2 separate regions of the Rattus norvegicus genome follow, and region 1 is linked to region 2. A link is a contact called in public Hi-C data. All regions are on one chromosome and are shown on one strand. The core of a region is the stretch at or near the end of the contact, and the rest is flanking DNA. Distances in the headings are between cores, read along the strand shown. Region 1 overlaps LOC103692526 (a long non-coding RNA gene). Region 2 overlaps Morn1 (MORN repeat containing 1).

Region 1 (3,594 bases), core at 957-3,456, 140 kb after region 2:
ACCTGTGACAGCCAGTGTGACATTTCACCAAAGGCCAGGCTGGAGGATCGGCACAGACCTGGAGGAGAGTATATACAGACACCCTATCCTACAGTCCCACCAGAGCCTCCTGGACCCTGTCCCTTGAAGCATGCTGTGCTGCTCTGGAATGTACACCTAGCTGGCGATCGCCTGCCTTGGGCTCCAGACACACCGAGCTGATCACAGCACAGCCGCCTCATGCCCGTGGCCTGCAGCATTCTGCCAAGCCCGGGCCCTAAGGCTAAAGCTGTGATCCCAAGTGGCTAAAAGGGTTCATGTGTAAAACATGAGGAGCTTCAGGGCAGAGGGGGCAGGGATCATGGCAGCCCCAGTCCATCCCTCATCCCTATCATCCTCTGGGCTCCCTTTGCTGTTGCATTGCCTGACACATAGACAGCAGTGGCGCTGTCCCCGTCACACAAAGGTTCAGTCTGCTTCTCCAACAGTTAAGGCCACTTCTCAATGTCTCTCCCAGGGCCCAAAGCTACAGTGGTATTGGGAATCATGGTGGAACTCCATGTGCCACAAGATCAGGGGTCCTGGTGGTACATTTACTTCACCTTGAGGTTCAAATCCAAACAGCACACTAAGCATCCGAGGACGCTAACTGCTAAGGGACTGAACAGTCAAGACGTGTTGGCTTACAGGGCTCACACACTATCATCAAGAGAGAAGAGAGCAGGGGATATTTTTAGGGTCAGACTCCAGAGGCCTTGAGGAGCCCCTAAAGTACACTGTCACCCAGACTCTTACCCATGAAATATACCTGTCGTGCCTCCCAGCACTCAGGCAAGGTCTTGAGATCTTTCTCTTATGTAGAGGGAGTCCAGCCTTCAGGCCCAGACCAAGTCCTCATGGGAGCCCCAACATCTTCCTCTCTCTTCCCTCTTGCTTCTCCCCTTAGTGGGTATGCCCCGTACTGAGCACCTCAGGCAGCCCCGACTCATTTCCGGTTTCCACTTGTAGGCCTATAAAATCAGGGGCTCAGACCCTCCCCAGGAGCTGCCTGCCTCTCAAGATTTGGCCTCGTAACACATAACTACTCAGGCTAATGAGCCAGGTTCCTCATGACCGGGGTATACCCTCGCTCTGCCTCAGGGTGTGCTAACTTTTTAGGCTGTCAGCAGATAAGAGAGTCTCTCTACATCTTAGGGAGTAGTTCATCGTCCCAGCAGAATTGCTGAAGTAAGATGGTTGTTTGGGCCTGCTCTGGAAGAGGATTCTTGTGTGACTAATACCTCTCTAAGCCTACTGATCATCCTGGTCCCAAGGAAGCACCAACAGCCCCTAACATAGCCTCTTTGAAGCACCCTCTCTCCATCTTGGGACCTGAAATCCCTCCAGAGGATGATCACCAAGATGCTGTCCTGGACCCATCCGAGGTGTACACCTGGGTTGCAGACCTGCCCGCTATAGAAGGCAGGTGATGCTGCACACGTCCCAGAGAGGCAGAGGAAACCGTAAGAAGAGAAAAGCCGGGTCTGGAAAGATGGCTCAGTGGTTAAGAGCACCAACTGCTCTTCCAGAGGCCCTAAGTTCGATTCCCAGCAACCACATGGCAGCTCGCAACTGTCTGTGACTCCAAGATTTGATACCCTCATACTCTACATGCAGGCAAAACATCAATCTGCATGAAATAAAAATAAATATTAAAAAGAAGAGAGAGAGAGAAGAAATGCAGGGTGAACAGCTATCAGTCTTGGAATCCAGTCCCATCAGGGCTCTTGCTCTTAGGGCAAGCAAATGCCCTGGTTTAGGACACTGTGGGTGGAGGAGGGTCAGAAGGCAGAGGGTAGCTGGGGTTAGGAAAGAGCTGTGCTGCCTGCTACCCCTCCACACCCTCTGGAACTCCTCCAGGGAAGATCCTGGGTAACTTAGGAGGAACCCTTTCCTCTGAATCACGGCCCTTCTGGCACCAGGCTGGTGGGGGCAGCAGGGAAGATTTGGGTCTGTGGCTGCTTGGTGATCAACCCGACACACCCTACATCCCAGGCCAGCCAGAATACCAGCCCCTCATCCCATTCAGGCTCCGGGGGCCCTTGTTGCCTCCAACAGACTCAGCTTATAGCTTTGCTGCCCTTGCACCCCTTGGGTTGGTGTAGCATCCTTCTCCCTGTACAGGCCCCAGGCCCCTCTCTCCTGGAAACAGGGCCTCCTCGTAAATCTGAGCCACACTTGGTTCCTGAACAGGCCCCCTCCCGCCAGCCCGCCCTCGTGCCGTCATTTCTGGCAGGCCCTTGCAGTGAGCTCACGAGTTACATAAGGCATTCGAGCTATTTCTTGGGGGAACAGCTCCCCCTTCGTGGGGCTCCATTTACCCTCGCCCTCCTCAGCCACCAACTGCCAAGCCAAGGGAGGTCTGGGCATGAAAGGACAGACCCTGTTCAGGGAAGGAGATGCCGCTACTCCTGCCTGAGGGCCCCCCTCCCCCTGCTATCAGAAAACAGTGGTATTTGCATGAAGGACACACAAGCCCAGATGCCCAGGATGTGGAACCTCGGGTGGTTTGGAGCAGAGGTGCAGAAGAAGGAAGGAAGGAGGGAGGAGGCAAGGGGGAAGTAAGAGTGAGAGAGGGGTGAGGACGGAAACAGCACTTCCAGGGCAGCAGATAGACATCCACAACAGGACAGACGTCTTTGCTACTCCTCCCGGGAAGGTTCTTGTTCTATCTCAGGGCAACTAAGTTGCCCTGCGGCCTCAAGCTCAGTGTTACCTAGTCAGCAACTAGTTTCTACTTTGGCCAGGACATAGGTTCCTCTGGGACTCTGGAAAGCGACTGCTTGGAGGAGCCCTCAGGTGCTAAGTCTACATGCTGATTCCTGTGGCCCAGCCCAGAGATGCAGGGAATCTTCCCAGGCTTGCCCCTTCAACCCCACTGCTGCATTTCTGTGGCCTGGGACTTGAGAGAACCTGTAAGGACGCTCAGCAGACACCCCCACCCCCACCCCTCTGGCCTCCTGGGAATGAGAGCACAGCTACGGAGACATGCAAACAGTTTGCACTGGATATTTCTGAGTGCTGGGTCCCATCCCAGCTTGTTCCAGAGGGAAATCCTGGCTCATGCAAGGAGGGGGTGTTTTTCTCATATGGCTACTTTTCCTCGCTGCAGCAGGGCAGGAAAAGGGCACCTGGGCCCATGCCAAAAAGTGTGTGCGCTCTCTCTCTCTGTCTCTCTCTGTCTCTCTGTCTCTGTCTCTCTGTCTCTCTGTCTCTCTGTCTCTCTGTCTCTCTGTCTCTCTGTCTCTCTGTCTCTCTGTCTCTCTGTCTCTGTCTCTCTGTCTCTCTGTCTCTCTGTCTCTCTCTCTGTCTCTCTCTCTGTCTCTCTCTGTCTCTCTCTCTGTCTCTCTCTGTCTCTCTCTGTCTCTGTCTCTCTGTCTCTGTCTCTCTGTCTCTGTCTCTCTGTCTCTCTGTCTCTCTGTCTCTCTGTCTCTGTCTCTCTGTCTCTCTGTCTCTCTGTCTCTCTCTCTGTCTCTCTCTGTCTCTCTCTGTCTCTCCCCCCCCCCCCCCCCCCCCCCCGCCCCAACCCTGCAGAGTCTGCCTGAGGCCAGAGTTCAGACTGAAGGAGCAGGAAGC
Region 2 (3,744 bases), core at 427-2,926:
TGGAAGGAGCTGGCCCCTGGAAGCAGGAAGAGCCCAGCTCAGTTCATGCAGAACTGGGAAGAAGGGTAGCCACAGCTCTACTGTGGGACTCCTATAGGAAATTGCCCAGATGCAAGAGTGGTCCCTGTGGCCTCAGAGAACAAAGCCCTACTTCTGCAGAGCCTTCAGCTCTCCCTGCTGAGCGCTGGCATTGTATGCACTGGCTAGGGAGGAAGGTTCAGGGCCTGGCTCCTTAACAGAAATGGAGTGTTGTATGGCAGCTCCCAAAGATCTGTAGGGCTACAGAGAACCCAGCATGGGTGCCCAGACCAAGAGTTACGATTGGGTAGATCTCAGCCGATGCCTGGGTACAGTCCCAGTGCTGTGATAAAACACCGTTACCAAGAGCAGCTTGGGAAGGAAGGGGCTGTTTTCATGTTACACTTCCTAGTAAAGGTCATTACAGAAAAGTCAGGACAGGAACCCAAGGTAGGAACCAGGGGGCAGGAACTGAATCAAGGCCTCAGGAGAGCACTACTTACCGGCTGCTCCCCAGGGCTCACTCAGCTTTCCTACAGCACCCAGTACCACCAGCCAGCCGAGGGGTGATACTTCCCACAGTAAGCTGGGCCTCCCACATCAGTCAACTGGGGAACACCCTACAGACCTGTCTTCAGGCTAATCCTACAGCAGCATTTTCTTAATTAGGATCTGCTCTTCTTGGATAACCCTCTGTTGTGTCAAGTTAACATAAAAACTAGCCCGCAGGACTGTTCTGGTCAGGGCTGGTGGGGGTCTGTGTGGACACTGTCCCCCTGCTGGCCTAGAAGATGCCTCTGATCTGTGCCTGAGACGGTCTGTATACCATCTGTACCTGCTGTTGTGACTACTCACCAGTGCTTCTGCCTCCTCCCCATCTTGGGGCTCATCTTCAGAGGACCTGCCTTGACAGCATGTCCAAAGCAGGATCAGATCCAAGGTATGCGCAATGGGAGAGCACAAGGTAAAGAGGACCTAAAAGAGTCACTTACTTCCTGCCTGTCCTGCAACCTGACAGAGTCCGCCATGACTCTAGCCACATGTCACACAAGTGTCTTGTTTCCAGTGAACAAGGCCAGGGCTGCCAGTTACCTCTTCCCTGCTAGCCACTTCCAGTCCCTCCACTCACGGACTCATGAGTCACCTCTGTGAAAAGACCGTTTGCCATGTTTCATAGATAGGAAAACTGAGGGCCGGACATGGCTTCCCAGTCCACAAAGGGGCAGAAGAGCTTGTAGCCTCAGCACCCGAGCTTGATCCAGTACCCAACCCTCTTTCCCTGGGATTTTGGAGAGGCCTTGCCCCACTGGGTCCCTCCAGAACCCATCGCATCAGTGGATAATCTGCCATTGACAGCCTAGAGACCATCACCACCACCACTTGGGCAGGAAGAATAATGAGAGGTTTTGACCAGTTCCCGGAGGCGGTTCTGTTTCACATGTCTTCAGACCTCCAGTAGGGCTTCTTCACTGCTGGCCACTAACCATCAGTGGCTGGGGTTTGGGGCTCTGCCCAGGCCTTCCTTTCTGAAACTTGAAATTTGTGGTGTGCCTCACTTTCACCTGCAACAGCCTGCAGTGTTCACCAGGGGGCAATCTAGACCTGCTCACCGGCAGCATGCCCAGCCTTGGATCCTTGCTCCAAGTTGGAGTGGAAATGCACTGGGCTCTAAACAGGGAGGCCTTGAATGCCTAAGCAGTGAACACAAGCCGTGAGACTGCCACACAGGCTAAAACTGCTCAAGTTGCCATGGCTTTTCCTCCTGTAGCCCGAACCTTGAACTCCACAAGACTCACAAAGGTTTCCTCCCTTGGAAGTGGGACTGAGGATTATGTACCCTTCAGCTCAATTCTCAACAGCCAGTCCCCAGCATCCTGTGCTGGTCAGTAGTAGGAGCAGTGTTGAGGGGAAGGGACATGTTGGCCTCTGGCTTAGAGGTGCAGGCTGCACCACAAAACCAACAGCATGAGCTGAAGCAGCCACCGAGGAGTGACCAGAGGACGCACTTGTAGACAGAAAGGTCACTTGTTTTTTCAATGGCCTTGGGAAGGCTGAGGAACTTTCTTCCAGGGTCTTTTGGACACTAAACAGAAAAGGGCACCTAGGGCCATGAGGCCAGGCCACACCACCTGGGAATCCACAGTGGGCCTCCACAGTGGCCAGCCTGACACAACTCCCACTGACCTGCACTGCAAAGGCAGCAAGAGTGCTCACTTGCCCCCCAAGTGAGAAAAGATGATCGCCAGGCCGTCACTTAGCCCTCATTAGCCAAGGGAGGCTCTAGCTCAGCTGATGACCATCCGCACTGAGCTCTCTCACATATGGACCACTACCTGTGTAGAGTGGAGACGTCAGCCAAAAGAGGCCATGAGGTGGCAACACTCATGAAACCCGCTCCCTCGGGAGGGACACCACTGTTCTTTATGTTGTCATTAGTCACACACACAGACCAAAGTGTGCCCTCTTGTCCAGTTTTAAGTGTCCAGTCCGGTGGCATTAAATACTTAAATTACTGTGTGACTATTACCACCATCTGTCCACAAACTCATCTGTGTTAATAGACTCTGGCCCCTTCAACCCAAATTTCCCATTCCCCAGGATTCCCTAGCACCCACCCTTCTGTCTTAATTACTCTGATTCCTCTGGGGACCCCATGGATGGACTTGGTCCTTAGTGGCTGGCTGTTCTCACTGAAACACATGCAGGAGGCTCCTGACAACCGCGTGTCACATCTGTATACATGTCCCATTTCCCTCATTCATGCTTTTCAGTGGGCACCTGGACTGTTCCCCTCTGGGCCACTGGAGTCAGTGCTCTGAGCATACACGTGCAGGTCTTTGGGTATATAGACCCAGTGATGGAATGGCTACACTGTGTGATAATTGCATTTTTAACTTTTCTACAGTGGCTGCACTATCGAAGTTCCCAATAGGGGAACCAATGGGTTTTTATTTCTACAGCCCCGATCCACACTTATTTTCTGTTTTTAAAGCTACCATACTAAGGAGAGGGAGCCGTTTGATAGCTGAACCCCATGCACTGCCTTTGCTGTCATCACACAGAGCTGGCTTTTGTTCCTGCTTGACATTGCTGCAGGGGCTCTCAGTGCTCTGTCCCTCCCAGCTCGTACTGTCCTGTCACCTGTATATGCCTGTTACCACAGGTTCATGCAGGGAAACATCTCACCCTTTCCTTTTGACCCTCAGGCAGGTGAGGTAGGTAGCTGCCAGCTCTTCAGTCCTCGGGTGTCTCTAGAGAGCAAGCCCCACACGCAGAGCAACCCTCACCCCTTAGATCCATCAGCATCAGCTTCTTATACCAAGGCTGGTTTTGCATCCTGAGAAGACTGCAGGGTGGTCAGCTTTTGTCCGGTCAGCTTTGCTTTTCTGATCTTGACCCTAGCATCCATCAGAGTTCCCCATCAGCCACCTGTAACTTCAGCCAGTGTTCCCAGGCTGTGAGAAAGAAATCGATCCAGACCACGAGCAGACGTTCTAGGTGAAATCTGCAGCTCCCCAAGGCAGCTGGCATGGCGGGCATAGTGATGTGGCTCCATCTGCTTCTTTGGTGGGCGCCTAGAGTGGCACATTGAGCAAGTTGGTGTGGTGCGGCCTCGCCCATGGCCAGGGCATGTCTGTCACCCAAAGCTCTGGTTTCCTGAAAATCAACATTTCCCGTGTTGGTTTTCCCAGAGGGCAACCTGCTGTCTGGCACACCTGTGCACAC

What was found. A called contact is a pair of places that touch in the nucleus more often than the background predicts.
Region 1: a contact with region 2 is called in a Hi-C map of Schwann cells, with 7 times the contacts expected there. The contact joins two enhancer-like sites. A contact is called at or near these places in 8 of 12 Hi-C or Micro-C datasets (the A7r5 cell line, the Rat2 cell line, Schwann cells and 5 more).

Annotation. Positions count from the first base shown.
Region 1 is chr5:171,073,320-171,076,913 of GRCr8, forward strand. The region is part of intron 1 of LOC103692526 (a long non-coding RNA gene); the gene reads right to left. Among named protein-coding and RNA genes, the nearest start is that of Ski, 10 kb to the left of the region's middle. Within about 2 kb of position 2,207, at least 54 of the 93 cell types and tissues checked have an H3K27ac peak or open chromatin away from gene starts, as enhancers often do. A contact at or near this core is called in the A7r5 cell line and Schwann cells, where this site is marked.
Region 2 is chr5:170,936,420-170,940,163 of GRCr8, forward strand. All of the region lies in intron 6 of Morn1 (MORN repeat containing 1), which reads left to right. Among named protein-coding and RNA genes, the nearest start is that of Morn1, 9.0 kb to the left of the region's middle. Within about 2 kb of position 1,677, at least 34 of the 93 cell types and tissues checked have an H3K27ac peak or open chromatin away from gene starts, as enhancers often do. A contact at or near this core is called in the A7r5 cell line and Schwann cells, where this site is marked.